Regions from separate parts of the Xenopus tropicalis genome. Here all the other regions are linked to region 3. The links are chromatin contacts, called in public Hi-C maps. All regions are on one chromosome and are shown on one strand. Each heading gives the region's core, a stretch centred on a gene start, on an enhancer-like site or on the middle of the called end of the contact. The rest is flanking DNA. Distances are from core to core; before and after follow the strand shown.

Region 1 (2,783 bases), core at 56-2,555, 130 kb after region 3:
TACCAGGGCAATAAACGACCCCTTTTCGTCTGTTCCCATTTTTATGGCTTTATAACCTCTATTTGGCTTTGATGCTCACAGGAAAAAGATCGTAAAATCCTTCAGCATCCGGGTTTCTTTGCCAGCCCTAAAAAAATATTGCTTTTTGTAACTCTTACAAATAGTGACTTTTAGGAATTCATTGTATCTGAGAGGAGACAAAACCCCTTTTTGCCAACAACAGTAAATATAAGCTGGGCTGTCTGAGTTGTATATCTGGTCTCAGTCCCACAAAATAAATTGCCAGATGAAATAAGCTGGTTGCATGTACCTGGGCTATTATTATATGTGGGGGCTTTGGGCGGGCGAAAGCTACAAGGAGCCCAAGGGGATCTGACTTTTATACATTAAATGACCCTGTGATTCCTGTAACTTTGACATCAATATTAGTAAAATAACAATACAATAATAATAAATAGATAAATAAAATGAAATGGACATGTCAATCTTGAGTCGTATTATTACTGATAAAATGATCAACTCCCCAAAACAAAAGATGCTGCTACTTCTGTTAATCATTCATTTAACTGCATACACCTCCATATAAAAACAATATCAAGCCCTGACTGTTACATTGCTATTTATTAGCACTGATTACAGTGGCAACACGATTACTGGATGCAAATGAGAAATGAGCTAATTGCAGGTTCGTGTTTAGAGATTCAGATTTACAGAAGCAGAGATCTGAATAAGGGAATTTAATTTGCGTGATCAGGTTGGAGACATAATGTTGGGGTCGTTTTGCTCACAGCCCCCATTATACTGTGTAATATCTGCTCCCTGCTGATAAGGGCTGATATGGTTAATAAGGTGTAATGCACTCGGCTGTGTATATGGCAGGAGTGTGCCCAGGGCTGTGTGCATTAGTGGGTGAAATCACTGCTAAATTGCACACGATTCTGCCTGTACATTCGATTCTATCGGAACTTTACATTCTACTTAGCACAAAAAAAATGGCATATTTTATTTAAACTCCGTCGTTCTCTTGAGGTTTGACCCCCAACGCAGAGGAATTTCCCCCCACCGAACTAATTCCCTCTTTCTAATTGCAAGTCTCACTTTGAGTGTATCATAGACTTTCAGCTGGGGAATCAACACAAGCAAAACCAATTTTTCCCTTTCTTGACATCTCGCCTCCTATTGGCTCCAAGTGGGTCAGCTGACTTTGTCATTTTGTCTGTCCTGGATTGGAGCCGTCCCTATAACAATCTAGTTCAGACTACAAACTGGAGACAGAAATAAATATTAAAGAAATCTTCCAGGCAGGTAAAGGAGAAGATATGAATTCCTATTTCACTAACCCTTCCTTATCCTGCCATTTAGCCAGTGGCCAAGAAGTTCTCCCCAATGTGGCCCTTAATTCCACAGCCTATGACCCTGTTAGGCATTTTTCCACTTATGGAGCAGCGGTGGCTCAGAATAGGATCTACTCGTCTCCATTCTATACCCCGCAAGATAATGTTGTGTTTGGCTCCAGCCGGGGCCCCTATGAGTATGGATCCAACGCATTTTACCAGGACAAGGACATGCTTACTAGCTGCAGGCAGAACTCAATGGGACACAACACGCAGAGCTCCCTTGCACAGGATTTTAGCAGTGAGCAAAGCAGAGGCAATGGGCAGGAGCAGAAAGGCAGCATTCAGATCTACCCATGGATGCAGCGCATGAACTCCCACAGTGGTAAGTTGCACTGCTACACGCACAGATAAATTAAATAAACTCAACCATCTTTACGATCGTCTCCCCCAGCAGAACAAGCTCAGCTCCTTTTTTATGGCCTCATAAAAGCCATAAAGTAGTTCCTTTCCCAGTTGCTCTTATAGGCCTTTTATTTGTTAAGTTGTTGCAAGCAAATATGGCTTGTTATGTGCTTTCTAATTAAAAGACGTTGCGAGAGGAAAATATAGGTAATAAAGTTCAACGAGCTTTCATTTTTACAGAAAGAGTTAAATAAAGAAATACTTTTTTTTATTTATTTATTTTTACTAGAATTAGTTGTATTTGTTCATGGTTGCACGGGTTTGTAGGGAATTGGGGGGCACGGTGGAACAAGAGCTTTTCATTCAAGGCAATGTGCATTCATTAGACGATATATAAATGTATTTAAAGTCGTTTCTGGGCAGGGAGAAAGCAGAGCGCTGGGAAGGAATGGCAGCTCTTTGCCTATTTGTACAAACAGACAGTAATACAGTGTATTTGTCTGGGAGCCCTGTAAGGTGAAGGCTAGCTGGGCAGGGGCAGTTGGGCAGGGGTAGCTGGGCAGGGGCAGGGGCAGCTGGGCAGGGGTAGCTGGGCAGGGGCAGCTGGGCAGGAGCATTGCTGGAGCGGCCATAGCAGATGGAGCTGTATGAAAGTTAGGGGCCAGGCTATAGGCTGGCTGGGGGGTTATCAGTTGGGCAATCGCTCGTTTTCTCACTAATTCTGTCCAGTTTGTCTTGTGTCTGACTCCCTAGGCGTGGGCTACGGGGCGGACAGGAGGAGAGGGCGGCAGATCTATTCCCGGTACCAAACCCTGGAGCTGGAGAAGGAATTTCACTTTAATCGCTACCTGACCCGGCGCAGGAGGATCGAGATCGCCAATGCACTTTGTCTAACAGAGCGGCAGATCAAAATCTGGTTCCAGAACAGGAGGATGAAATGGAAAAAGGAGAGCAACCTCACATCTACCCTGTCTGGGGGCACTGGGGCAGCGGCTGACAGTTTAGCCGGGGATAAGGAGGAGAAGCGAGAGGACTCAGAGGGAC
Region 2 (2,763 bases), core at 240-2,739, 180 kb after region 3:
CGCATGTCGGTTTATAAGAAGGAGGTGGGAGGGGAGGGGATTAAAGGTGCAGATTAAATAATCATAAAATAAGGCATTATTACATTTCCTATAAATACTGAGCAGCCACCGCAACGAGCAGGTCCCAACCAGTGCAAAGACTCTAAACCATTCCTCCTGCTTGATTTATGGCTTTTTACTGCCCTATAAAAGCTGTTACAAGGAACCTAAGCCTGCAACACCGCTGGCACATTTAGGCTAATAAATAAAACATAAACAGCTAACTTTATGTGTCACTTTTATTGTTATCAAATAAAATATTGCATTGCCCCTGCAAGCTATGATTCCGTGCTATAATTGTTATCAAGCAGAACAAGGGAGCAATCAGATTTCTCCTCTCCCATTTTTAATGTCTAATCTAAGCTCTTGATAAAATACCTAATTGCAATAGCTCTTTGCTGGGAAATGTTTACATAAATTCCCTGGGTTTTTGAGCTCTATATTATCTGCTGGAAGTTGGACGGGGGAGGGGGGGGGGGGGTTGCTTGGTGGGGAAATAACAAGGGTCCCTCTCCAGCCATTTTTGTCTACTTAAGGAGAAACTATAGGACTGGTTTGTTTTTTAATGAAAATTGCATTGGGTTCCTAGGTCCTCAATCCTAAGCACTTAGTGATTGCACTGGGTGCTGACATCTTCATCTGCTTCCCAGGCTTGGAGCTGTAAGGCTAGGGCTGAGATACAGGCAAGCACACTTGAAACTTTAATCATGGCACATTATAGCCCAATGGGAGCCAAGCGGGGCTTCTGGAAGAATCATTGCAATGAGATTCTCCTGGCATCGTGGGTCCATTCTTCCCCTAGGTGCTAAGCCAAATAAACACATCATCATAACTATGGGTGGCTTCTGGGGTCCCTGTATTAAGCACTAACAGCCCAGCTAGTGACCCAAAACGAAAACTGCACCTTATTTCATTGCTCAGTGTTTCATTTCTTTCCTCTTTTCATTGCAGTACCCTGCGAGCATGGATGATGCCCATCCTATGAGTGCCACAGACATTGCCCAGCTGCACAGACTGCAGGTATGGACACAGGAGCAGCAGCAGCGATTTCAGGTGTGGGCAGAGGTTGGTTCTTCATCTGGTAACATTGCATTATTGTGTGTGTGTGTGTATGTAAGCCTGTGTGTGTGTGTATGTAAGCCTGTGTGTGTGTATGTGTGTGTGTGTGTATGTGTGTGTGTAAGCCTGTGTGTGTGTATGTGTGTGTGTAAGCCTGTGTGTGTAAGCCTGTGTGTGTGTGTGTGTGTGTAAAAGCCTGTGTGTGTGTGTGTATGTGTGTGTGTAAGCCTGTGTGTGTGTAAGCCTGTGTGTGTATGTGTGTGTAAGCCTGTGTGTGTGTGTGTGTAAGCCTGTGTGTGTATGTGTGTGTAAGCCTGTGTGTGTGTGTAAGCCTGTGTGTGTGTGTATGTGTGTGTGTGTGTGTAAGCCTGTGTGTGTGTGTGTGTGTGTGTAAGCCTGTGTGTGTGTGTGTGTGTGTGTGTATGTGTGTGTGTGTATGTGTGTGTATGTGTGTGTGTATGGGGGGGCACTCTCCACCCACCTCTGGGATCCATGTAATGGGCAAAGCCAGTCCTACCTGCTCATGCCAACCCAATGCTCAATGTCCCAACCCTATGGGCATGCACAAGTGCACAGAGCCCAATGTCAGCCTATGGACTCCACCAGGGCAACAGAACAACAAACAAGGGAAGGAGAAAATCATTTGGAATGAGCCTCTGGTTCCTTATCCGGGGACCTGAGCGCACGTTGTGATTGGCTGGAGGAGTCACATGGTGAAAGTAACTTTACGGGGTCGCCAGCTAGTAGGAGGGCTTTATGGAGCAGAAAAACGACAAAGCGAGAAAAATTATTTTCCACTCCAGAAATTAATGATCATGAGTTCGTATTTGATGGACTCTAACTACATCGATCCGAAATTTCCTCCATGCGAGGAATATTCGCAAAATAACTATATCCCAGAGCACAGTCCGGAGTACTACAGCCGCTCCAGGGACCCTGCCTTTCAGCACCACCAGGACCTGTACCCGCCAAGAACTGCTTACCCAGAGCGCCAGTTCAGCTGTGCCAGTATCCAGGCGCCGGGCAACCCAGCAACCCACCCCAGGCTCCATGGGCAGCCCCAGAGCAACCACAACCTTGTAGGCAAATCTCAGCTGTGTGAGCATCCAACCCCATCCCTTGCCTCCAACAGCAGCTCCAGCTCTCCCTCTCCTGCACCCACAGCCTGCACCCAGGCACCCACCTCTGAGCACCCCACCAACACTGCCTCTAAACAGCCCATAGTCTACCCCTGGATGAAGAAAATACACGTCAGTTCTGGTAGGAAACTTTGGCTTCCCTCTAACCCCTCTCTCTCTCTCTCTCCCTCTTTAAAGCTTAAGTCTTTGGGTTAGCACAATTGAACTGGATTTACGACTCCGAATGGGTAATTACACCCACCATAAATTTTATAGCCAAGCCTGTCTGGGTTGCTTCAGCCATGTGGCTCATTCAGATCTCTATGTGGTGTGTGTGTGTGTGAGAGAGTCAGGGAGAAGCTTTGGAAGGGGAACATAAATAATTCAGCCTCTTTGGAGCTTAGGGAACCCCCTTCTTAATAGAGTACAGAAACCTGGATCGTTAGTGGATTTCAAAGGCTTTTTATGTGGTCTCTTCCCTCTTGTGTGATCCCTTCCTCCCTGTGCCTGTGCTTATCCTATGTGCCTATGCCCATTCCCTCTCTTT
Region 3 (2,920 bases), core at 52-2,551:
TGCACAGTATTTGAAAAGTCAAGTTAATTTATCTTTATGCACAAATAAAGGTCAGTGGCTCTTTGTACTGTTTGCCCCATGCTTTGTCCCTCAAATACACACGCAAGCAAAACCACATACATATAGGGTTGGCAGTGTACACTTTTGGTCAGCTGTCCTCAATTTCCTATAATCTCCCATACATAACTACATAGGCAGTCATTTGTTTGCATACAATAAAACTGCTATATAGTACATCTTTGTTAGGGTACTTGCAGATATTCTGCAACTGGCCAGAGAAAGGCATATTTATAGACAGACACAGATTACATAGAGATAGATGATGATAGATAGATGATAGATAGATAGATAGATAGATAGATAGATGATAGATAGATAGATAGATAGATGATAGATAAATAGATAGATGATAGATAGATAAATAGATAGATAGATAGATAGATAGATAGATGATAGATAAATAGATAGATGATAGATAGATAAATAGATAGATAGATAGATAGATAGATAGATAGATGATAGGTAGATAGATGATAGATAGATAAATAGATAGATATATAGATGTTCTGTGCACAAAAATAAAAACTCATAGTAAGTAGTGAATGCACGAAGTACTGTAGTTTTCTCGGACATTAACTAATGAGCTATATGCCTACAAGATTTATTCATAAATACTGAATATTTAAAAATATACTAACCAAACGTGGATTAAAGGAAAGCATATAAACAATGGATACATTCATAAAGCAGCCATCTATAACTCGTAGTTTTTCTTTTCTCTGCAATTACAATTAATCATAGATCTAAAACGGAATGTATATTTGCTTACTGTTTTAGGCATGCCATGCTGATTTCACCGCAAATCTCAGATGAAATATGACAACACATACATGATTACTACAGCATGTACTGGGAAATAGGCAGTAAATCACCCGATTTTAAATTCCCATACAAATAAGAAATTTAAAAGACGCATTGGTGTGGTTTCTAATCTGCCGCTAGATTTCTGAGTATGCTAAAAACTGTAGTCCGATGCCTTTTATTTTCCTTCTAGGCCACCTTTGGGTGCCACCCTTTGCCTGTAAGGCTTTCGGTGGCCGTTGGCTAGGGCCCATTGGCTTCCCTCAGCGCCAGGCATTGCAGCCAGCAGGGACCCAGCCTGGGAGATCACGTGTCCCAGACCCAGCGCATTGTTGTCTATTTGGCTGGGATCACGTGTTCCTGGCAGATTTCTTAATGAAGCCCTGGCCCCGCCCCCACCCTACCTTCCCTCCGCCCCATTCCTGGCGCATGCGCGCACTTGACACAATAATGTTGAAGGAAATTAGGTGACTCTTTTGGGAAGCTGACTTTTTAAAAGCACGGCCAGACCATGCTATGACGACTTCCCTGATCCTACATCCACATTGGGCGGATACCTTGATGTACGTGTATGAAACAAGCCCGAATGAAAAGAATCCCAGGAAAAGCCCAGCCATGGAAGGACTGAGTGGGAACTGTGCAAGCAGCCACTGTAGGGATTTTATCTCTCACCCCGCTCTGGGGCGCCATTCTAGTGCCATTGGGTCTCACCAAGGACCTGTCTACACGGACATTACCTCTCCAGAAGCCGCCAGGCAATGCACGGCTCCCCCGTCTTCTTCCAACGCCTCCCTGGGCTATGCCTACCCATTTGGAAGCAGCTATTACGGCTGCAGGCTCTCTCAGTCCCACAACGTCAACTTACACCAGAAACCCTGCTCCTACCATCCGGCCGAGAAATACCCCGAGCCCAGCAACCCCTTGCCCAGCGAAGAATTCTCCTCCAGGGCCAAGGAATTTGCTTTTTACCCTAGTTTTGCCAGCTCCTACCAGGCGGTCCCTGGTTACTTGGACATGTCAGTAGTGCCAGGCATCAGCAGCCACCCGGAGCCCAGGCATGACACCCTGCTGTCTATGGAAGGCTACCAGCACTGGGCTCTTCCCAACGGCTGGGACGGACAAGTCTACTGCTCAAAGGACCAATCCCAATCCGGCCACTTATGGAAAGCACCTTTCCCAGGTAATACTGCTGCACATTCTCCCTCTAAACCCTTCATTATATGTATGTACGTTAGTCCTACTGCACTATTGCCTCCATCGGCCTCTCGCGTCAAAGTAGATTTGTAGTGTCGCTGTATGGCATGTAGTAGAACTGCAACTGTAGCGGGAAGGCATGTCTTCCCTTGAGCAGTGCGGCATACTTTAGCGATTAAAGGACCCTTTGTGTGGCAGCAATAGCACATAGCATAGTGTTGTACTAGTGAGCTCCCCCAGGCTTGGCTCGGTCCCTCTGCTCACTTACTGCTGCTGCTGCGACTCTGCCTGGGCAGTGAGAGCAAGTTGGTCGGACCCGCAGCCTGCTGCCAGCCTGTGTTATAAATCCCTTATGTTATAAATCCCTTATGTTATAAATCCCTTATGTTATAAATCCCTTATGTTATAAATCCAATGCAATAAAGCATCCGTGGGTCACATTAGAATCTGCCCCTGAAGAGATGGGGAGCAGCCGAAGTATTACTACCAGAACAGATTAAAGCGGCTTTATTTTGTGTTTAGCGCCATATTTCACCCCTGAGATTTTGATATGAGGCGAGCGATAAACATAAACATGTCGCTTTTGGGTGTTTTATAAATACGGTGTATGTTTTGTAAATGTCAGATTGTAAATTGCTTACCTTGTGCGATGTCGAACTTCTCGCCAATTGTTTTTCAAATTCTTAAAGATAAAGTTCATTTTACATTCTGTACAGAGAGGCGAAATATAACAGCACCTTATAAACCTGGCGGGCAGTTTAAATGGCAAAAATATGCTAGTGCCTTTTATATGTTGTTTATTAGTTTAATAGACGATCTATTAACCTGCCATAATATCATTATATAATGTGTAAACCATACATCT

Evidence for each region. A called contact is a pair of places that touch in the nucleus more often than the background predicts.
Region 1: a Hi-C map of gastrula embryo shows a contact between it and region 3, with 2.8 times the contacts expected there. The contact joins the promoter of hoxc6 here to the promoter of hoxc13 in region 3. A contact is called at or near these places in 3 of 5 Hi-C or Micro-C datasets (brain, gastrula embryo and neurula embryo).
Region 2: a contact with region 3 is called in a Hi-C map of gastrula embryo, with 2.8 times the contacts expected there. The contact joins the promoter of hoxc4 here to the promoter of hoxc13 in region 3. A contact is called at or near these places in 2 of 5 Hi-C or Micro-C datasets (gastrula embryo and neurula embryo).

The regions. Positions count from the first base shown.
Region 1 is chr2:146,064,735-146,067,517 of UCB_Xtro_10.0, reverse strand. It overlaps hoxc6 (homeobox protein Hox-C6), which reads left to right and starts at 1,305. Exons shown (of 2, transcript XM_004911935.4): 1 at 1,305-1,719; 2 at 2,493-2,783. The coding sequence starts at 1,320.
Region 2 is chr2:146,017,706-146,020,468 of UCB_Xtro_10.0, reverse strand. It overlaps hoxc4 (homeobox protein Hox-C4), which reads left to right and starts at 1,489. Exons shown (of 2, transcript XM_002936638.5): 1 at 1,489-2,358. The coding sequence starts at 1,809.
Region 3 is chr2:146,199,522-146,202,441 of UCB_Xtro_10.0, reverse strand. It overlaps hoxc13 (homeobox protein Hox-C13), which reads left to right and starts at 1,301. Exons shown (of 2, transcript XM_002936645.5): 1 at 1,301-2,041. The coding sequence starts at 1,378.